4 separate regions of the Sus scrofa genome follow, and regions 1, 3 and 4 are each linked to region 2. Evidence: chromatin contacts called from public Hi-C and HiChIP or PLAC-seq data. All regions are on one chromosome and are shown on one strand. Each heading gives the region's core, a stretch centred on a gene start, on an enhancer-like site or on the middle of the called end of the contact. The rest is flanking DNA. Distances are from core to core; before and after follow the strand shown. Region 1 overlaps IGF1R (insulin like growth factor 1 receptor). Region 2 overlaps IGF1R (insulin like growth factor 1 receptor). Region 3 holds the start of IGF1R (insulin like growth factor 1 receptor). Region 4 overlaps FAM169B (protein FAM169B).

Region 1 (5,053 bases), core at 2,329-4,828, 140 kb before region 2:
CTAGAAAATTTGAAATTACACATGTAGCTTGCATTCTAATTCTTTTGGAGAGCGCTGTTTTAGAGCATGCCTTTGAAAGCCCTGGGTTCTTCCCTACATCATCTCTCTGGCTGGTCCTACACCTCTCCAGCCAGAATGCTTAGAGATCAATTGAGGATCCAGGTGAACGGCATTAGGTCCAAACAGAATGTCTGCCTTGGGGGTCCACGTAAGTGTTAAGATGGCTATTTTTAAAAATTTAGCATAGGAGTTCCCTGGTGGCTCAGCAGGTTAAGGACTTGGTGTTGTCATTGCTGTGGCTTAGGTTTGAGCCCTGGCCTGGGAACTTCTGTGTGCCATGGGTGCTGAGTGCCTCCTCCCCCCAAAAAAATGGTTAAGCATAGAAGAATCCCATTCCATTATTCTTCCCAGGGCTGGCTACGGATAGAAGGGGAACATTTGGAGAGGTGCGTCAAGTCAAGGATGTGTGTGAAGTTTTTGACACAATGGAGAAACACCCAATTATGTAGCGCTGATAGGCAGTTTTTACTTGATGCTCTCCTTTCAGCTCCCTCGTGTAGACGGAGGCTTTGCGGTGGCAGGCAGTTCCACAGACAGCGCCATGAAGGAAATGACTACGCTATGGGTTCTCTGCATGCTTCTGTGTTTCTCTGTTGTTTCACGATTTTGAGGGGTGATTTTATGCAGGCTTGAGTTATTCATTCCTAAAAAGTGATTGACCCTTAAGAAAAACTGTGTATGGCTTTTTCCTTTCCTGAAAATGTAGCTGGTGCCCCTCACATGTGGCACTGTTGATTCCTTCATCCATGCCCTCAGATATCACTTCCGTCTCTCTTACCTATGCAGCTGTCTCTTTTCTGGCTCCTTTTCCGTGTCCTGTCTTTAGCAGCTGGTATTCTCCAGAGTAACACCCGGGGCCTTCTTTCTCCTGTCCTATTGCCGCAGAATAGCTCCCCACTGCTTCAGCATCCTCCTGTCTGCATGGGCCATGCAAATAACTCTCTGTGAGCTCTCTACCCTGTATGCATTTATGTCTGGACCACCATGGGCGTTTCAGTGTCCAGTGGTCCTTCCTGGCTTCTCCCTTCCAGCCCAGGGCTTTTCTTTCATCCCCTCTCTGCATGGGCAGCATTCTTGTTCTCCTGGTTCCCATGTCAGACACTTGGGTACCATTTGGATGCTTCCTTCTCCAACTGGACACCAAGCCCTTACCGTCTGAAATGTTTCTCTGATCTGCTGTCCTCCACTTCCCCCTCTGCCCAATCAGTGAGTGACACAGCCTCTCCCCAGCCTCCCTGCTTCTCCACCTTGGCCTGGTGACCTTCCCTACAAGCACTCTGACAGAGAGCCACCTCCCAGTCCCCTCATGAGAGCCTGTAAAACCCTGCAAAACTGGGCCATGCACTTGGTGTTCCGCCTGTAGTGTCCTTCCCCACGGTGGTGTTCTTTCCCCCTGAGCAGCTGGCCACCACTGGCCAGCAGATGCCTCACCCATTGGCAGAGGACCGCAGGGCTTGGTGGGAAGCTGGTGAGCCCATCCCGAGGAGGAGAAGCCTGCCTGTGGTGCTGGGTGAATTCTGGGTGTGTCCTTCAGCTCTTGGCCTGGGTGGCTGTCACCCCAGAGGTGAGCACACACCTGCTTTGTGGAAGATTGATTGTCAGGAAGATATATTTCCCCCTTGCCCAGAGAGCAGTGTGGAGCAATAGTCCTTAGCAAGCCAAAAGACTCGAGGATTATGAAATGTGGATGTCTCCCGTGTCATTTTCACGGCCCTTCCTCCCCAGAGGTTCCCCAGACCAGCTCTTAACTGGCAGGGAGCGTCAACCATGGATGGTAGCTCTTCTTTCTCCTGCCCTGCAGAATGACTCAAGGCCAAAGATGATGGAGAAATGGGGGGAACCATCTTCAAAATTGAAGTGTGCCCTGGGGTGCCATTCATTTATTCACTGGAGGCCAGCCACATCCAGGGAGGAGGGAACAGGGGTGAACTTTCTCCAGGTACCTGTGGTTAGTTCTCTCCCTGCCCAGCGCATTGCCTAAGTGTGCCTGGGGTTTCCTTGCCAGGGGGCTTTCTGGTGCTTGATTTCAAGTATCGAATTAGCCCCCGCTACCCCCCTCCCCCAAGAATCCAAAAACATATTGCTGAACTTAGTCTCCAAGTACTTTGTAACTTCTTAGGGTGAACAGCTTGTGGTCCACTCAGATCGCTGTATTGCCTGTGAACAGGCCCGGTCTTTGCCAGGAAATCCACAAAGTCGACAAGCCGGGCCATGTTGGAAGCTGGCTTTGCTGGTGGTGAAGGCTTACTTCAATTAAAAGGGCATTGACTGGAACAGTGGTCCTGGAGTTTGTTTGAGTTCCTACCGCCTTTAAAATGAGAAACCAGGAAAACAGCAGATTGGAGTTAAAAGGCAGGAAATGGCTTCCTTTATTGACAAAAGCAAAGCATTTTACTGCCATCTCACTGATGGGGTCAAAGACTTAAAATGAAGGCAGGTGGTATAAAAAAGAGAATTCTACATTTTTTAAAGCCCCAGACAGGTTCTCATGTTTTTGTTTATCCGAATCTCCTCACAAGGGTGGTATTGTTGTATGGGGTGGAATTGCCCCACTTCCTCATTTGCTTATAGATTGCTATGTTGGGGCCACCAGGTAAGAGTGGAGGACTTGTTTAAGTGCTTGTAAATCACCTGCTGGACCGAGGTAAGGGGGAGGGGGGCACAATTTCTCTGCCCTGAGACCCCATGCATGTGATATGCATTATTTCATCTTAACACTTCTTTTGTAAGTTCAAGCCGCCCGTAAGGATCTTTCTGTGAAATGCTGTCTGCTGCCGGGTCCTGCATGGGCTGGCCCCCCCACTGCCAAGGTGGGCCAGGGTCAGGGCCTGCCTGTCCATGTGGGGCCGGCAGAGGTCTGAGTGGCCTGCAAGGAGGGGCAGGCCATCCAGCAGGCTCTGGCTTGTGTGTTGCTCGGAGCTTGTCTCTTTTCCCCTGGAAGGCCCCTGCTCTGGTCAGCTGCTCCTGGTGTGGGGGTTTCTTTATTTAGAAGGGGGTCACATGCCCCTGGGCCTCATTTCTATGCCTTTTATAGTCACGCGTGGAGATAGCATTCTCTTCTCCCTGACTGGCGACCCTGTTACCAGAATGGAGAGGCAGCCTGTGCCCATGGTTCCCTGGGACCCTCTTAGCCCACCCCACCTCTCAGTTCCTGAGACTTGTTATTGAAAGGCTTTATTCTTGGCCAACTGTCACCTAATTAAGGTGTCACTCTCCTGGGCTCCCTTCAGAAGTTTGTTTTTTTATTAGGGATCTCAGCTTAGAGACTTCAGAGCTTTTAGAATAATTCTCCTAGGGTGATATTTGCAATTCTAGGTATTTGGCAAATAGCTGGAGTCCCTTCCCATCTCATCAGTTAAGCTTGCTTGTAAGGCTCTTCTGGTTTCTTCCTACCCCTAAAAAGTCTGTTTCTTTTGTTGCATTAATATTTCAATCTTGCTTTTCTTGTGTGTATGCCAGCGTGACATTCTCTGCTAGAGTGGGGATGACGTGGGACGTGTGGGCCCGTGGCTAATCTTGTCCGGTATTGCATTGCTCAACTTGAGTGCACAGGGTGGTTTAGGACTTAGATTTGGCTTGTGGTGGAGCTGGGAGCCATGACTTGGAAACACGCCTCCTTCTAGCATGTGGTGTGACTCCAGGACTTAGACTGCACGAGGCGGGGTCTCTGACACCATCCTTGGGGTGGAGTGTTCCACTCTGACTTGGAGGGAATGAGAGAAGTCTAGGTGTCCCGGGGATGCCAGTGGCAGAAGATGGGATCTTTCTGTCTACGACACATAGGCTATTAAACAGAAGAGGCATCTGTTTATCACTGTGCCTAACTTGGGAATATGGCTTTAAGACCTTAAGACATTATGCAGAAGAAGGAACCGCAGGTGGAGATCCAAAATCTAGACCATTCTGGGCTCTGCCACTGGCTCACATTTGCCTGGGGTGGGCATGGTGATGGGAGCAAGGGGTCTTGTCTAGTCCTGATAGCCTGTCTCCATCTCTGGAGGAGCAGGGACCTCAGAGCCTCTGTAATAACCGTGTGAACCCTGTGGCAGGAGGAGGCAGTGGGGCTGTGAGCCCTCCTCAGAGTTCGGGGGTGGGGCAGTTGTCATCTCAGGTCAAGGAGTGATGGGGACTTCTGGGGCTTGTGTAGGTAGGGAAGAGTGACCATACAGGAAAGATTATGAACCTTCAGGGTCAGCTCAGCTGCTGTTCTTCACTTCCCAGGGGGTCATGGGCCTGGCCAGGACCACTCTCCTGGGATTCCCAGCGTTTCCATCCCCAACAGTGCTGTGAAGCCCATGAGGGCAGCTGTCACCATCACGTGCCTGCCGCCTTCTACTTGACTGGTCTTCAGGCATGTTTAGGGGGCCCTGCACCTGGAAAGTGTGGTTTTACCCCTTGAACTGGACCAGCATGGCATTTTTTTTCTTTTCAGGGCTGCTCCTGTGGCACATGAAAGTCCCTGGGCTAGGGCTTGAAGAGGAGCTGCAGCTGCCGGCCTGCGTCACAGCCACAGCAACATGGGATCCGAACTGCATCTGCAACCTGTGCCACAGCTCACAGCAATGCTAGATCCTTAGCCCACTGAGTGAGGACGTGGATCGAACCTGCATCCTCATGGGTACTAGTTGGGTTCTTAACCCACTGAACTACAGTGGGAACTCCCCATCATGGCATTTAAGATTGAGATTTTGTATAAAATGGGATTTAAAAAAACTAACACATTCCTATGTAGACAAATAGTATCACCTGGGAGAGGTTTAAGAACAGTCTAAGCTTCCATACATTACCTTCATGTGTTCCCAGGTGCTGTGAGGAGGCTGCCAGGCTCCATCTTCCATCTGTGAAATAAGGCTGAACAGATATGGAGTTTGTAAAGCACTAGACAGAGTGCCCAGCACATAGTAGGATCCTGGGAAATGGCAGTTTAATTCTTTTTAAAAAATTAAACTAGGCTACCTAAGAGCTGCATTCTAAGGTCCATTAAAAGTTCTGA
Region 2 (5,437 bases), core at 980-3,479:
GTGATTGTGGCCGGCAGGCAGGAGTCTTGGGGGCAGGGGTGCAGTTGACAATTTGAGCTGGGACCCAAAAGGTGAGAAGGAGCCTGCTCCAGTCCACAGTGAGAAAGCCTCCAGGAAGAGGGAGCAAGAAAGGACCCTGTGGCAGAGCCAAGCTTGAAGCACAGAGCAGTGTCGGGTCTGGAGGCCAGAATGTACTGGTTGGGTAGACACCTAGGGGGCATCCCTTTGTGGATTTGTCTTTCAGCTCTTGGTTCTTCCAGCCAACCATGCCAGCTGTGGGACTGCATTATGTTCTGGCAGTGAGAGTAGAGGACACACAGAGGCTCTCTCTGAGATGCTCTGGGGGAAGAGAGCTTCTGAGATGTCCACCCCAAGTAGGAAGTAATTTGTAGGCAGAAGAGGAATTTGAAAAGTGCTTCACCACAGAGGAAACAGCATAGGCAAGAGCAGCTGCATGTGTGTAGGGACCACTGAGAGAGGGGAAGGAGAAGGCCAGGGTCTCCAGCTTGGGGCAGGGGGGATGGGAGGGGAGGGAAGGCATCAGCAAGGAGCCCGTTAGAAGAACATGCAGAGTTAGCTGGGAGAAGATGCGGACTGCATGCAAAGGCTTGGCAAGCTGGGAGAACACTAATCGTGGGCCTGTGGCTCCATAGATCCACACATCAGAAGATGACACTGCTTTTGCCCTCAAGAAGTTCAGGGTCTAGTGAGGGGGCCAGACCTGTCAGCAGAGTCAGAATGCGGCATCGAATGTGTCTCGCCATCAGGGACACTTACCTAAGTGTGCTTTCTGAGGAGTTCTGCAGGGTCAGGGAAGCGGTGGAGAACAGTGGCCTCTCCTGGGCAGGCAGGGGATAGCACAGAAAGCAGAAAGAACAGTTAAGAGTGAAGGGTGTGTGTGGCCAGTGCAGGACCAGAACTGAAGGAAGGAAGTTGCATGCCTGGGGGCTGGAGCCATGCTGGAAGAGCTAAGGGGTACTAACTCCATACCACAGGCTGTGGAGGCTTTTTACAGAAAGGGGAGACTCGAGGGTTGAAGGATGCAGTTCCCTGGGACTGCTAGGTAGGGAGGCGCTATTAGAACAGGCAGACAACTGGACACTGGGGCCTGGAGGTGATGAAGACGACCCCCAGGTGGTCAGTTTACCCTAAGTTGTGTCCTGCAAGAGTCATTTTGTATCAGTATGGCTGTCTGGCCACGGTGGCAACATAGCTCACCATTAGAGTGTTGAGTCGGTGGGCAAACAAATGGAGTGGAGATCCCTCTTGGATCTGTCCTCCTGGTTCCCTTCTCCACTAGTACAGGAAGGAGCCTCTCTGTCCTCTCTCTCAGTTAGGTGGTTTGTGTGTGTCTCTCAAGTGCCCACGCCCCTCCTGGAGGCAGCCCCAGGAGCTGCCCAGCTTGGGGGAGCAGCGCCTCCCTGGCAGCTGCAGATTTTTCTCGCTAAGGTCCTTTGAGACTTTATGGTGAGGCCAGAATGAGGAGTGGATTGTGATTCAAGTCAAACCAGATGGGGAGTTACCGTTACCACGAGATACATTATCCTGGGCAAAATACTCCCTCTATGGAAAATGCATGTTCACTGCTTATTTCTTGTCAAGTGAGCTTAATATCATCTCAGTTTTTATACACACACACACACTCTTCCAAACAGCTCTGAGTGAGATCACAGCTCCAGGAACTTGAGATCAGAAGGTCTAACAGGGCATCTGATATACCTCTGTGCCATGGAGGGCACATTGTGTAAGGAAACAATTTTTAGTACTGGGGTTTAAAAGCACTTCTGAAAAGACAGAACTAGAAAATTTAGAGGAAGGGAAGGTCAACCAAAATGGCTCTTGCTCCGGTTTGAGAGTTGTTAAACCCTAAGAAGGAGAATAAATAGCAGAAACAAACCATTTTGGTTTTGCACAGAACAAAAATGATGTGAAGCTGCAAGTCAGCAGTTCTAGCCCAGCAGCTCTAAAGGAACACCCATTCGTGTTTGCTTTTCTGGGGTATCCTTGGTCGTCTCCCCACTGTGGGTTCCTTTTGTCTTGGTGCAGCCCCAGTTCAGAGCGAGGACGGGCAGCAGGCATCCCAAGCCCTCCCCGCCTCGCCTTGCCTCGCCTCGCCTCGGTGGACCAAGGTTGTTTACTACTTTCTACTCGGAGTAGCACGCCAATCACGACGGCCCGCCCTCCTCCCTGTCCAATCGGCTCGTTGGGAAAGTCCACCTTTCCGCGGGGGCTGGGCAGCGACTGGCTGGGGCAGCTGTCAGTCAAGCGGGCATCCCGCAAGGATGCAGCAGGAGTATTAGGGACTCGATCACCAGAGCTGAGGAGGAGTAACCTTCCCTATAAACAAGATGCCCCCCCCAATAAAGCAGGGCGGGGGTGGTGGTGGCGGGGGGGTGCACCGCAGCACAACCTAGCCCTGGGGCCCCACTGGAGCCGAGCGGGCTGAGCGCAGAGTCGGGGAATCCCTCCCTCCCTCCTCGCTCAGCCTCCCGCCCACCGCTGCAGTTGTAAACACGTTTCCCTCCATGTCTGTTTTCCCTTCTTTCTACCAGTGGCCATTACAGGCTGCTGTTTACCAAAATCTCGTCGGGCACATACCCTCCTCCTGGTCCCGTCCTCCATTGCCCGCGTCTCCCTGCCTTTATTCTGGCCTTTTTCTTTTCCTTCCCGCGGTCTTCAGACTAAAGGAGGCTAAGTTGCAACCAGGCTTGTTTTCCTTTTATTCCTGTCCATGTGGGACAAGTCACGCCTTGTCAACATGCACCATTTTCTGCGGAGATCATGCTTCCTTTTTAAATTGCGTGCATGGACTAGATTGATTTTGGTTAGGAACACTGCAGCTGAAACAGCTCTGGAAGGACTGGGTGGATTTTTTTGTTGTTACTGTTTCGGGACGCGGCAAATGCTGTTTTAATTCCGTGCTTCTTTCCAAGGTGGGTCTTGACTCCTTCACCCACTCCTAGATTTGAGATGTGTGCCCCCCGCCCCAAGACAGCATTGTGCTGAACTAAATGTTTTTGTACCTTATTCTGTGATGTGAATCAGGTTTCCCATTTCCAGCTGCACAATGTGGTTGTATTCAGTGTGATAGGGGCGTAGTGGACAGGAATTATTTGCGACAGGGCTGCCTGGAAGATGCGGAGTGGAGTTTGCGTGGCCTGGAGCAGCTCCAGTGTCTGAGGCTTCTCTGTTCCGTTACAGAGGCTCCAAGCAGGAAGCGTAGGCAAAATGGCAAAATACAGTATGTGGCATTCGGTTCAAAAATGCCTCCTTTTTAGGAGCTGGTGTTACACAGGACATCCAGTCCTCTTTAGCTTTTCTGCTCAGAAGAAAGAGAAAGTTTTCCATAAGATGGCTTGTTTGGGATATTTTGTGAGAGGCCCTATCACCAAAAAAAAGGAAAAAAAAATGATGATTTTGAGTTTCTGACTTGCTGAGTGGAGGTTAGGCCTCCTTCAGATGCCGAGTCACAGTCACGGAGCAAAAAGGCCTCTGCTTCTTGGTTTATAGGAATCGCAGAAACATACGTGGAGCTGCAGCCTGTGGGGGCAAGATGGAGCCTTCTGCCCATCTCAACCCTACAGCCTGTGTACTTTCTCAGCAGTGGGGCATTTGAGTTGCTTGTAGGGAATGTAAAGGGGGAAAGGTACATTGCAAATAAAATGTAAACAATATCTGTGGTTGTCCTGATTTCCAAGAGCCACTTCCAGGACCACTTAAGCCCAGGAAACAGGTCCTATTTCAAGTTATCCACCACATCTGATTTAGATTTCTCCCTCCTCCCACCCCCTCTCTTCTAGCTGTCCATTTGTACTCTCCCCTCCTAGGATGTTTTTTCTAGGTGATCAAATTAGTGTGTATTCATGTGTATCGTGGTAGTGTTGTGAGGATAGGTTCAGCTTTCACTTCATGACTTGAGAGAAGTGGTTCTGGGGCATCATTCCGTTACCAAAGGTGATGGAGAGGGCGAGGGCAGAGTCCTGCCTCAGGGCCGTGAAGTTCTTGGCACCGTCATCATCCGGCCTTGTGAAGTTACAAACTAGGCGATTGCTTGAAGTCAAAAAGACACTTCAGTATAAGGCGGAGTGCCGTCATGACCCGTGTTCCAGCTCTGGGCCCTTCTGCACTCACCTCTGTGAACCTAGGTTTCTGCCCCCCTCCCCCCCCAATCCCCACCTGGCCCTGGCAGGAGGTGGAAAGATGACCTCTATGCTGTGTTGAGAAGACTAAACGAAACATCTTAAGTAAGAAGTACCTGACTTGCAGAGGTGCCCAACTTGCCCTCTCTAGTAAATCTTCCTTCTTTTGGGGCCCCTCACATGGGCCTCCCACTTCTTCAGGGTGGCACGTTGAGCTCATCTTTCGCTGGGTTTCTGCATCACCTGCTCTTCTCTGGCCAGGTCAGCCTGTTCATTTTTCCATGCCAACAGCCTCTGTGCCAGTAAGTCACGTCTGAATAACCAAAGCATGTTTCCCTGCTGGAAGATGCCAGGGTAGGCTGGTCTGGGAGCCAAGTGGCTTTCTCCTGTTCAAATAAGCTTGGGAAGCAGGAGGGCCTGGCTGCTTTGCTCTTTAGTGGCTCGAGGCACGTTTGGAAACACCTTTAATCCCCACCCCAGAGTCGGATTGCCCCTTTCTTTCCCACATGACCGGGCTGTGAGTGCTTGGTGAGCTGACTTTAGCCTGCCTTGGCCTCTGTGTACCCTCGGAGCCTGCCAGCCTCCAGGCTACTCAGGGCTGCTATGACTACAGGGCATGTGGGGCTCCCAGCTGCCATCCTGAGCAACCTCCCTGGTTTTGGATGCCCCCTCCAACCCCTGTGCCCCCCCCCCCCCCGCCACAAACCCGCTCTATCTTCTAGAACCAACTTCAGATTGCCCCTCTGGGAGACATCCTCTTACCCCCACCACTGCACTAGCTTCTCACCCTCTTTTCTCACAAGTCTTATTCTCTGCACTCGTGGGACACTGATGCTATCTTTCGGGATGTCCTCCATGGTCTCATGTTCATCTTTTACTTTCTGGGCATCTCTCAAGCTGGGTGAGAGGCAGCGTCATATGATGGCACCCTGGGCTATGGAGCCAGACACACCGGCACCTTGGACACATGACTGACCCTCTGAGCATGTCTTTCCTCATCTGTAGAAAAGGGTGATAATACCTGTCCCTTAGGGGAGCCATGAAGATTAACTGTGCTTGGCACCAAGTTTGCTCCTAGTAGGCATTCAGTAAGTGTGAGCTATTGTCAGTGTTGTTTTTTTATGAGCCATACATGGAGATGTTACTAACATACATTTATAGGACCTCCTAGAGAATGGGAATTATGAAAAATCACTTACTAGGGAACCTCACTATTATTTGTTTACCTTTCCTCCATAAGGTCAGATGTCCTTTACTGTACTTATGGCCTGCTGTGTTCTATTTGGCCAACCCTTGGC
Region 3 (5,631 bases), core at 810-3,309, 200 kb before region 2:
CCCCTAGGCTCTGGGGCCCCTCTGCTCCGCACTGTGCACGCGTTCCGGCAGCTCCCTGCAGCCGCCCACGTGGTGGAACCAGGAGCAGCGCGAGTCAGCGAGGATCTCACCGAACCCGCCGCTGATGTTGGAGGCCGCGCCAGGGCTACCCATCCCGCCCGGCCCCCAGTCCGGGCCCCATATTTCCTCTCTCCCGGAGGGAGGGAGGCGACACTCCGCGGGCCACCCCTCCCCGGCGCCTGCCGCGCCCCCTGGCGGCCGCCGCGGTGACGCGCCCTGGGTACGCGGGGCAGCCTGACTGCCCCCCCCCCCCTTAGCCCGCTCAGGGCCCCGGCGGGCTGTCTCCCCTTGCTCCCCCAGCCGAGCCACGCAGGCCGCGCCCTGCCCCGTAGCTGACCGCGAAACCTGGAACTGTAGGCTCCCCAGTGGCGACGCTGCAGCCGCCCCAGCCTTGCGTGAAAGTGTCCGCTTAGTAGCCTGGAGGTCTCCTTTCTCCCAGGTGTGCCCCTCCCGCCACATTCAGGCTATCCAGCTTGCTGCGAAAAAATGCCGCATGCACGAACTTATTTATTTATTTTGCAACAGCTGCAAGAAACAATGAAGCTTTTCAAGAACCGGGTAAACGCGCTTTCCAGCCGTGATGTTGTTGTTTTCAATGAACCTCTCGCGCCCCGCACTCCCCGCCCCAGCCCCTCCTCCCCTCCACTGGTAGCTCCGCGGCGGAGCCCGGACGGGCGCCGGGGGCATTGTTTTTGGAGTCTTGCGGGAGGGGAGGGCGCGTGCAGGGTGGCCGGCGCAGTGCGGGTGGGGGCGAGAGCGTGTGGGCGCGCGCACGCGTGTGCCCGCGAGGGCGAGAGGCGGGGGCGGTGCCTCGCAGCTTCGCATCCCACGCCCGGGCTCCGCTCCGCACGTCCCTGGAATCCCGAGCTCCGGCTCTTGGCGCGCGCCGGCCTGGGCCGGGCCCTCGGCGCGCGGCGGCTGCGGCTGAGGCAGTTCCAGTGTATGCGCGGGCGCGTGTGCGCGGCCTCGAGCGCGCGCGCGAGCCCCCAGTGTGTGGCAGCGGCGGCAGCGGCGCGGCGAGGCTGAGGCTCTTGTTTACCAGCATTAACTCCGCTGAGCGGAAAAAAAAAAAAAAAAAAAAAAAAAAAAAAAAAAAGGAAAAAAACCCGAGGAGGAGCGAGCGCACCAGGCGAACTCGAGAGGCGAGCGAGGGAGAGGGACGCCGCCTGCAAGCCTGCCCCCAGCGCACCCGTGCCCGGCGCTTGGAGACCCTCGTCCCCGCTCCACGGGCCCTCCACGCCCCTCCCGCGCGAGGGGAGCTCCACGGCGCGCCGCGCGCCTCGGCTTTGACCTTCAGCGAGCCGGAGCCCCCGCGCGCGGAGCCGGCGGCAGCGGGCGGGGGCCGGGCGGGGGCCGGCGCGGGGCGGGCAGCGGCGGCGCGGAGCCCGGGCGGCGCGGCAGGAGTGCTGAGCGCGGCGCGGCCGGCCCGCCGCTTTGTGTGTGTCCTGGATTTGGGAAGGAGCTCGCGGCGGCGGCGGCGGCGCTGAGGGAGGAGGAGGCGGCGGCGAGTGGAGCCTGGAGGAGGAGGAGGGGGAGCCGCTCATTCATTTTTACTCCGCATTTCTGCCCCCGGCCGGCCTCTCCTGAGACCCAGACTTCGGGGCAATCTTGCGAACTGCGTCGCGCCCTCCCACCGCTAAGGCTCAGGGGTCGGACAGTCTCCCCCTCCTTCTGGGGTCGGGTTTGTTTTTCCTCGCTGAGACGGATTTGGGCTTTGCCTCTTTTCTTTGCAGTTTTTCATCCTCTCCTGCCTCTCTCGGTTTGAAAATGGAGGCCGACGACGCCGACAGCCCGCCCCGGCGCGCCTTGGGTTCCCGACTCCGCCGAGCCCTGGGCCGCGGTTGCCGGCGCTGAGGGGCCGCCCCGTCCGCGCTGCCCGGCGGACCCCCCGACCGGCGCCGCCTTTGGAGTATTGTTTCCTTCGCCCTTGTTTTTGGAGGGGTGGGCGAAGACTGAGTTTGAGACTTTTTCGTTTCCTCCCCCCCTTTTTTTTTGAGAAAGGGGAATTTCGTCCCAAATAAAAGGAATGAAGTCTGGCTCCGGAGGAGGGTCCCCGACCTCGCTGTGGGGGCTCCTGTTTTTCTCCGCCGCGCTCTCGCTCTGGCCGACGAGTGGAGAAAGTGAGTATGTGCCCGCCGCCCGCGGCCACTGCGGGAACTTTTCCTCCGAGGGGCTGCGCCCTGTTTGCGAAACCCGAGTTGCCACCGTCGCAGCTGTCGGGCTCCCGGGCTCGGGAGTCGCGGGGCGGGGCGCCGAGGGGCTCGGCCGAAAGGCCGGAGGGGCCCCGGGGCCCAGGCTTGTTAGTTTGGAGCCCCGCGGGCCCCAGCTCCGCGCATCCCCGCGCGGGAAGGGCCTCGGTGTTTTCTCTTCCTCTGTCCCGAGAGCCTTGCCCGGGGGGCCCGCTGTCTTCGAAGCTCTCATGCTTTGGCGGCCCGCGGTCGGGCTGGGAGCTGGGGCTCCAGCCGAGAAGTTCGCATCCGGCCGGCCCCGCCACCCGCACCTTGCGCCTCTCGAGGCGCGCGGGGCCGCCCCGCACTCAGCGCTGGTCACCGCTCAGCGCTCAGGCGGCGGTGACAGCTCATGCAGCACCCTCGCTGCTTGGGCGGACTCTGTGCCCGGTAGCAGGAGTGGGCAGCCCACCAGCCTCAGGGGTGCCCGGCGGAGAGGCCCCGCAGTCCCCAGGACAGGTTACCAAATATCCTAGCGCGGCCTCCTGTCGTCCAGCCTTGCCCCTTGGGCTCTTTGGGTTCCTGGCCTTCCCTGTCGCTTTCACCGGACTCCGTGCGGTCACCTGCCCCCCGTTTCTTGGGGCTGCTCAGTATGGCTCAGGGATGCGGGAAGCGTTCTCGCCTAGATCTCCACCCCTCCATGCACCCCCTGGAAAAGTGCGAGGTCCGGGCCCTGTATCAGTCGGGCTCTTCCGGGAAGCGCGTCCAGACCCCTAGTAAGAGTTCTGGGATCTTCTCCCAGTTTCTACCGGACTCTGGACGCTCTTGGCGGAACTAGGGGGTGGTAGGACAGCATCCGAGTGTGCGGGAGTGGGTGTGTGGTCGGAGCCGACGTGCATTTCCACACACGTGCTCACAACGCGAGGCTTTAGCTGCAGCCACATGGCTGCTCAGGGACACCCAGACGCCCGGCCCTGGCGAAAGGTATCTTGTGTCGTCGTTTATGGAGCTCCAGGGTCTGCGACGGAGGGTGTTTTGTTTTGCAAGCGCGCAGCCCTGGCCTTGGTTTCGTGGCCATAGTTTTGTTGCACTCCCCCCCTCCCTGCCCCGCACTTCCTTTGTACACAGTTAATAAGGATATCGCTCCACACGCTATCGCTTGCAATCTGATAGCTTTTGTTTTGGTAGCGTCGGGTAGGGGGCAGGGAAGTGCTGGGAGGGAGGGAGAACTTAGGGCCCCGCGGGTGTGTGGAGGGGTGAAAGGAGAGGGTTCTTTTCTTCTCAAAACATTAAAATGAGGCTTACTGGTACATTCTCGATGGCAGGGTAACTTGAACACGATTAAAGTTTAAATGCAGTCACAGAACTGGGGCTGGGAACGGCGAGGGCGTGTTGGTGAGTAATGGTTGCCAAGGGTATGCAGGTGGTGCCAGTTAACTTTGAAAATCACGACTGAGCCTTGAAGAGTGAGGGGGAGAATTGCGAGGCAGCGGGGCCATCTGGCCCCATTACAGGGGCAGTTCGGAAAGGCTGTTCGCGTAAACAAACCCTTAAACATTTTGTAAGAAATGAGTCCATGATGGAGTAAGGGCAGATTTTTATAGAATTAGTGTGTGGACTGCATGGAGTAAGACTCAGATTGTGTCCGGACCTTCCTCAAATCTGAGCTCTCCTGCTCTTTGTTTTCTAAACTTTCAGCACACTGGATTGGGCGAAAGGCTTTCGGCTCCCTTCTAAGGCTCGCAGATGGTGTTTAGGGGCACAGAGGAGGGTTTCAAGCCTTTAAAAACTATATGTAATTAAGGAGACACAGGAAAGTTGATCCATTTTATTATGGCATGTTGTCGAACTGTGTGGTGTCTCTAGCTTTATTGTTCAATGTTGGTAAATTCTGAAATTCACAATAGCAGGGATGGCCCTGCTTCTCCATGCAAGAGTCCGGCATTTTAAAATAGGATGTCTTGTTTGGAGTTCTTCATGAAGGGTGGGTTTTTGGGGTTTTTGATTGTTTGTTTGTTTTTCTTGAGAAAACAGGCAGGAGGAGAAGGGGCATTTTAATGTACTTTTATAATCCAAGATGTCAGCGCTTTTCTCAAGGATCCCTTGAAAATGGTTGGTCTCTGAAAACTTGATGGATGGGCAGAAGGCACCCCAATCCTGGTTATGGTTTGTTGAAGTTCAAACTCACTACCTGCCCCTCCTACAGCTCTAAAGTTTTCAGAAGTAAATGATAGGCTCACTCTAATCGTGTGTTCAGTTTTCAGTCCTAAAGGTGCTGGAATGCTTACTTCTGGTAGAAACAAACTACTGAGTCCTATCAGAGATCAGCATTCTTTGGACTGTCTAGTAGGATATAAAGATTGGGGTGCTGTTGGTTCTTACTGTGTTGGCCTACTTAGGCATCAGTGTTTTCTCTCGGACTGTGATAGCTGTAGAGTGATCTTTAAACCTTTGACTGTGACAATTTAGAAGTTTTGAAGCAGCCGAAGTCCTACCCGACTGTTGTCTAGCAATACACTGTGAGCGGTGCATCAAAATGAAGGAGGTTTGGGAGTTAGGAATGATAGCTAAATAATAGGGTGGCTTGCTTAAAAAATGAAGGGAAAAAAACCAAACAAACCATGCCCTTCAAATGTATTGTGACCATCTCATTAAAAGGATTCAGTCAGCTTTCTGCCCCAGGCACAGTCATGTCCTATTGTTAGGGAAGTGTAGGTATGTGAAAGATGGGTGTTTAAAGAAGTTGCCATTTTATTACCAGAGGAAGAATCCAGAATAAGAAGTTTGGAAAGAACCTAAATAGCAAATTATAGTTTAGCGTCTCTAGAGGGAAATAGCAAGTACTTTTGTGGAGGGGTGGGGCGTGGGCTTGAAGTTTAAAAGGTTATATGTTTGATTTGTCAGAAGGATTAGAAAAGTCCAACATTAAGAAATGTGCTAAGGTTGACTGGAAGAACCTTCAAAACATTATGCCCAGTGAAAGAAGTCAGTCACAAAAGACAACACATTGTATGATTCCATTTATACAAAGTCCAGAATAAGCAAATCCATAGACAGAAAGTAGATTAGTGGTAGTGTAGGGCTGGGGGAGGAGGGGGTGGGGAGTGACTGCTAATAGGTACGGGTTTCTTTCTGGGGTGATGAAAATACTCTAAAATTGTGGTCGCACAACTTTCCGAAAATACTAAAAAATGTACACTTTAAACTAGTGACTTTTATGATATGTAAATTATATCCCAGTAAAGCTGTTTTTTTTTTTTTAAAGGAACTATGCTAAGGTTGCAGAAGGATGCATTATGTTACTTTGAATAAAGAATCTAGATTAAAGTTATTAAGTAAATCTGTCTGCAGGTTGGTGTCTCTCCTTTTCATTTATGGATTTTCCAGACCCATGAACTACAGC
Region 4 (5,210 bases), core at 2,327-4,826, 210 kb after region 2:
TTGCATGGGTCCAAGCATGCCAGATAGAAACCCAGTTTTGGTCCTCTTTAGAAATAATATTGTTTGCAGTGTAATAGATGCACATATAGGGATGGGATTTCTGGAGGAAAATTTATGAAGTCCATTAACAACTACAGTTTGGGGGTAAGTTCTGAGAAATGTCATTCTGTGACTAATGGATAAAAGCTTAATGATGATGACGAATTATTTTTCTTCCTCCCATTGTGTGCTGTGTGGTTTAGGGTTTTGGTTCCATGATGGACAACTGCTCCCCTGAAGCATTTTCCCACCAGCTTCAGGGCCACCACATGTTGCGGTGGTGTTACTGATACTGAGGTTTGGTATTTTTACAAGTTCCTGGTCAATTAATTCAGGATAAAGAGTCAGGTTTTCCATGTTCTCCTGAGCCTATGCCAAAGCCCTCTTCCTTCCTGGTAAAGATTACACTCATAGGGCACCGTAATGATGGCCCCATGGGATAGAGCGGCTTAAGTTCAGGGGTGCGGCAGACCTGAGAGCTTCCTACAGTTGTGTCAGGTGAGGAACCCTCTTCTGTTACCATTCACGAGGAAGCAGATATTTGAGATGCTATTTCCGCCTGTCTGCCCCAAATAGGGCTCCACAGTTGTCCCCAAATGTGTGTGATACCTCTTTGAATGCAAAAGGAACAGTATGTTTCAGTCCCACCTCATCCCCCTTCTCAGGGGGAACAATCATTTTATTCTTGGTATCATTTGCTAAGAGTAAGAGGCACCAATGCTCAGATTACAAGACCTTCATATTAAAAGCAATTAGGATTACATAAATCCTCGTGTGGGTGGCACATCAAGTTATCTGCATATTTTACCATCTTAGATTTAGGACAAGTGATTTATTCTCAGCCAAGGCAATGACAAGTTGCAAGTTGGCCAATACTAAATCTGTGATAACAGAGCAACAGGCTCCCTGTCAATTACTGGTAATGAAACCTCTCCTGCTACCACCTGCAGACCTTTCCTGGCGCTTCCTCCTTCCCTGACAATTTTGCTCATCTGCTCAGAAATTCTAACATATTCTGCATTCTGTCTTCCAACTTTTTTTTTTCAATTCTTTTGCTAAGAATATTTTGGCAATCAGATGCTCTTCAAAACCCAACAAAAATATCCAAGTGTGTATTTGCTTCACCTTCTGTTCTCCTCTCCTCTCTGTAGAAGATTGCTTTGCTGACACCATGGACCCCTTTTCCCATGGTCCTTGAACTCCAGGCATTTGCCTGTTTTCTGCCTGTCTGATAGTCATGGGTCCCCCTGCCTGGATGTTATGTCAAAGCACACTTCTCTAAGGAATGATTTGTCATCTGTCAGTCAATATTCTGGGACTGGGGTTTCCTAGTTAAATCAATTTGGGAGATAAAGGCTAGATTAAGCAAATCCCATTGCTGCAGGATGTCTAAATGTCCTGATAGCTGATAGGTGCATAGAACTTGTAGCAGTGAGCTCTGAGTGTCACAGGTGGTCCTCTTTTCCATACTTGCTGGCCTCAGACACCTCCTTCCACATCATATCTTGTGAAGGAAGTGTTCCACAGGATATTTGCATGAAATTGAGCCATGATCCAAGGGAAGGCCTGAACCTTGCATTCTTCAATATTAAATAAACCCCAGACACTGCCTTGCACAACTGTGGGTATTTCTCACTGTGTGCAATGGTCCTCTTCCTTTTTAAAAAAATTAAATGGAATCATACTTTATGTTAAGAGTAGTTCTCAGTTTTAAGGCATCCTATGGTGAATGCTTTTGGAGGGTTGGGATGAAGTTTGCATTTGTGAATACTGATTTTCCTTGAAGCGTGCACATTTTTTTTTTCTTTTCTTTTTACAACTGCACTTGAGGCAGTTGGAAGCTCCTGGGCTAGGGATCAAATCCGAGCTACAGCTTAGGCCTACACCACAGTCATGGCAACACCAGATCTGAGTTGCATCTGTGACCTCTGCCACAGCTTATAGCAACACTGGATCCTTAACCCACTGAATGAGGTCAGGGATCGAACTCGAATCCTCACAGAGACAATGTTGGGTCATTAACTCGCTGAGCCACAACGGGATCTCCTGAAGCATACACCTTTGAAATGCATCTTTGAAGTGCATGCCTCACTAGATATCAGGAACCCTGATGAATTCCTGGTGCTGAATTCTGAGCCATCAAGGTGGCATTTGGAAATCTCCCTTTAGACACTACCCTACTGCCGTGGATATGCAAAACACTTGGGTTCATATACTTCTTGTCTGATGCCCTCTCTCTGGTTAGATACTAGTCTCCAAGCTCTCTGCTAAGCTCAGAATTAGGCACTTAAACCCCCTCAGAAGATTTCTTCTATGGTAAGGATTCTTTCTTCCATTAAGTTCCTTTAGAGGAAAATTAATTTGCAAAGAAAATAACCAGACAGCTTATGTGAAAAATAAAGAAAAGTAAGCATAAAAAATTGTTTTAACATATTATCACGAGTAAGAATTGTGCTTTCTGTAGTTCAAGAATGTCACCTCTCGGAGTTCCTGTCATGGCTCAGTGGTTAACGAATCTGACTAGCATCCATGAGGATGTAGGTTTAATCCCCGGCCTTGCTCAGTGGGTTAAGGATCTGGTGTTGCCATGAGCTGTGGAATAGGTGGCAGATTCATCTTGGATCCTGTGTTGCTGTGGTGTAGGCCAGCAGCTACAGCTCTGATTTGACCCCTAGCCTGGGACCCTCCATATGCCATGGTTATAGCCTTAAAGAGCAAAAAAGAAAAAGAAAAAGAATGTCAACTCTGATCACAGCCAGTTTTTCCAGTGACCTATGCCATGCAGTTACTGACAGAGGCTTTCAGTAAAGTTGAAATTCTTAAAAAGTGGGGATCGTAAAATTTAAAACCTCTTTATTAATGTTTCTCATAATTATAGTCTAATATGAGAAAAACTGCACTTTGCTAAAGTGAAAGAATTTTCCTAATCTTTGGGGTGAGGTGGTATTTGGAGAGAATAATATTCTGCAAAGGATGCTGAATGGATAAGTGCAGAGCATTGCTTCTTTTCAAAGCCTTCCTTTGTTGGCTTTGCTGTTTACGTTGGGAGGACCGAAAAGCATGAGGAAAGCTTTGGAACAGTAGGCCTTACCTGGCTGGAGCAGCAGTGGACAAGCTCAGGAGGGCGTGGAGGCCATTCATGAAGCCCTGAAAACTTAAGCTATAGTACGAAGATCCTGAATAAGTCAGCCTTTTCCCCTGAAGAATGCATTAAGATCGATCTCTGCTTTTGTTTTCTGGTTGACTACAGCCAACAGGCGTTTAAAGTAAATTCTTAAATTCCGGGTTCGTTGGGGGATTTTGGTTTCTTTACAGTCTGCAATGAATTATCATTTCAACGGTGTGCCTTTTTTCATAAAAGCATTTTACATTGTACTGAAAAGATTACATTCTTTTGGCTTTGGAAAAATATTTCCTGTTCGGTTCAAGCTATTAAAGCCAGTTAGCGTTTCACATCTGGAAGCCCCTGCCCGAGTCTGCCTTCCATCACCAGAGTGGCGGCCAGGTTGGCCTCCCGCGCATGCGTAAAACGCCCCAGACTTGTTTACTTCCCGAGGGCCCCTGTGCAGGCCCAAATGTGCCCTTGCGGTTTGGGGTGGGGGTGGGGGGCTTCCTCCCTGCGATGGAGGCGGGGTTGTGTGTGTGTGTTCGTGTGTGTGTGTGTGTGTGTGTGTGCGTGCGTGCGCAGGCGCGCGCTGCTTGCCTGCTTTCTCCCTCCCAGGTTGGGGAGGGGGGTCTCCCTTCCCAGCCAGCATTGGATACCCCCTCCCCTTTCCTGCCTCAAGCATCTCCTTTTTTTCCCCCTCCCACCCGGTTTTCCAGAAAGCTAACCCAAACATTTTCCGTGTAAAAGGGAATCTGCCCGAACTTTTCCAATGAGGCGTTTTCCCCCAGCGAGAGGAGAAGGAATTAAAACCCAAAAGGCTGGAGGGCCTCAGGTTCCCTGCACCCCGCCGCGTCCCTCACCCCTTGTGGCGGGGGTGGGGGTGGGGTGGGGGGCTCGGGGGTCTGGCCCACCGTGGAGGTTTTGAAGGGGAACCCAGTGTGGGTTCGGCCTGGGTAGTCCTGGGAGTGTTGAGATCTCTGAAGTCCTCTTTGTGGAGGGTTAATTCATCCTCAGAGGCAGGCCTGAAGCAGACACTGGTCTCAGGGCTTGGGGATAATTGATTGTGCCAGGGGCTTCTTGTTGAGAAAACCTCCAGGGACCTGCCAGAGTGCCCAGGGGATTCTGTCAGCCAGGATCTTGGAGTGGGTCTCAGCTTCTGGGGAAGTGATTTCGTGGTGTTCAAGAATTGTATTCACTGTATTTCTCCTGATGACTCTTGACCAGAGCTGAGTCAGGAGAACCAGGCACCTGAGGGGGGCACCAGTCAGAGGCCTCTGGGTCCAGTGGTCCTGGGTGAGGTACCCCCCCAGCGCACCCCCTTCCGGAGAACCTGGAGGGTTACAGTGTCCTCCCAGTCCCCTGTCACCAGGGGTCTCTGCTTGTTTGTGTGTGGTGGGGCACGTCTTGATAAGGCTCTTCTGTCAGCCCTCAACCTCATGGGGGCGGACTGAAAGCCTGGCTCTGACTACCGTCTCTCCCAAGACACAGGGCCAGCACCAGAGGGTAAAAGAGGTGGGGTTTTTACTTGCTCTTTAAATGGCGTTCCCCCGGGGCAGGGTTGGAGAAAGTAGCTATTGCAGTTGTTCTCCTGGGAGATGCATGTGGCACCAGTTAGGTATCCCAGGGCTGAAACAGCCCACTTCCCAGTATGTTTTTCTTAATTTATTTGAATGTGCACTGAATCCTTTTTCATATCTGTGGGAAGCCACTAGACCAGCTAGATGAATAGCACTTTGAATAGCGAGCTCAGCTGAACAACCATCCACATTTCCGAAGTGCTCAGAATGGGAAAGGTGTAGGGAGAGGTCTGTGTGTGGGGTGGGGGTGGGGGGGCAGGAGAGGAACACTCAGAAGGAAGCACTCAGTGTGCCTGGTGGGGCTCTTCATGTTCCTGGTGGGGTGAGGCTGCCTGGCCTGTTGAGTCCTGTGAAAGGCTGAGTTCAGGTGTGTGAGGCAATGCAAGATGGGGGAGGTGGCCAAGGTGTATCAGTTCCCATTCTGGACCTAGCTGGATTCGAACACAGAACTCTGACCCACAGAGCCCTTGTCTTTGGGGGCTCCAGAA

Evidence for each region. A called contact is a pair of places that touch in the nucleus more often than the background predicts. HiChIP or PLAC-seq counts read pairs in DNA pulled down with a chosen protein or histone mark.
Region 1: an H3K27ac HiChIP or PLAC-seq map of skeletal muscle shows a contact between it and region 2, with 4 times the contacts expected there. The contact joins two enhancer-like sites. A contact is called at or near these places in 3 of 47 Hi-C or Micro-C datasets (embryonic fibroblasts, epiblast stem cells and heart right ventricle) and 1 of 2 datasets of contacts at active chromatin or transcription factors (skeletal muscle).
Region 3: an H3K27ac HiChIP or PLAC-seq map of skeletal muscle shows a contact between it and region 2. The contact joins the promoter of IGF1R here to the enhancer-like site in region 2. A contact is called at or near these places in 4 of 5 promoter capture datasets (fetal liver, fetal skeletal muscle and liver), 26 of 47 Hi-C or Micro-C datasets (alveolar macrophages, blood, brain and 16 more) and 2 of 2 datasets of contacts at active chromatin or transcription factors (alveolar macrophages and skeletal muscle).
Region 4: a Hi-C map of embryonic fibroblasts shows a contact between it and region 2, with 6 times the contacts expected there. The contact joins two enhancer-like sites. A contact is called at or near these places in 1 of 5 promoter capture datasets (liver), 5 of 47 Hi-C or Micro-C datasets (embryonic fibroblasts, fetal heart ventricle, mesenteric adipose tissue and 1 more) and 1 of 2 datasets of contacts at active chromatin or transcription factors (skeletal muscle).

The regions. Positions count from the first base shown.
Region 1 is chr1:137,630,551-137,635,603 of Sscrofa11.1, reverse strand. The region is part of intron 2 of IGF1R (insulin like growth factor 1 receptor); the gene reads left to right. Among named protein-coding and RNA genes, the nearest start is that of IGF1R, 57 kb to the left of the region's middle. Within about 2 kb of position 3,578, at least 10 of the 83 cell types and tissues checked have an H3K27ac peak or open chromatin away from gene starts, as enhancers often do. A contact at or near this core is called in skeletal muscle, where this site is marked.
Region 2 is chr1:137,487,888-137,493,324 of Sscrofa11.1, reverse strand. All of the region lies in intron 2 of IGF1R (insulin like growth factor 1 receptor), which reads left to right. Among named protein-coding and RNA genes, the nearest start is that of PGPEP1L, 180 kb to the right of the region's middle. Within about 2 kb of position 2,229, at least 71 of the 83 cell types and tissues checked have an H3K27ac peak or open chromatin away from gene starts, as enhancers often do. A contact at or near this core is called in alveolar macrophages, brain, embryonic fibroblasts and 9 more, where this site is marked.
Region 3 is chr1:137,686,861-137,692,491 of Sscrofa11.1, reverse strand. It overlaps IGF1R (insulin like growth factor 1 receptor), which reads left to right and starts at 2,059. Exons shown (of 21, transcript NM_214172.1): 1 at 2,059-2,180. The coding sequence starts at 2,087.
Region 4 is chr1:137,280,592-137,285,801 of Sscrofa11.1, reverse strand. All of the region lies in intron 1 of FAM169B (protein FAM169B), which reads left to right. Among named protein-coding and RNA genes, the nearest start is that of FAM169B, 14 kb to the left of the region's middle. Within about 2 kb of position 3,576, at least 32 of the 83 cell types and tissues checked have an H3K27ac peak or open chromatin away from gene starts, as enhancers often do. A contact at or near this core is called in embryonic fibroblasts, where this site is marked.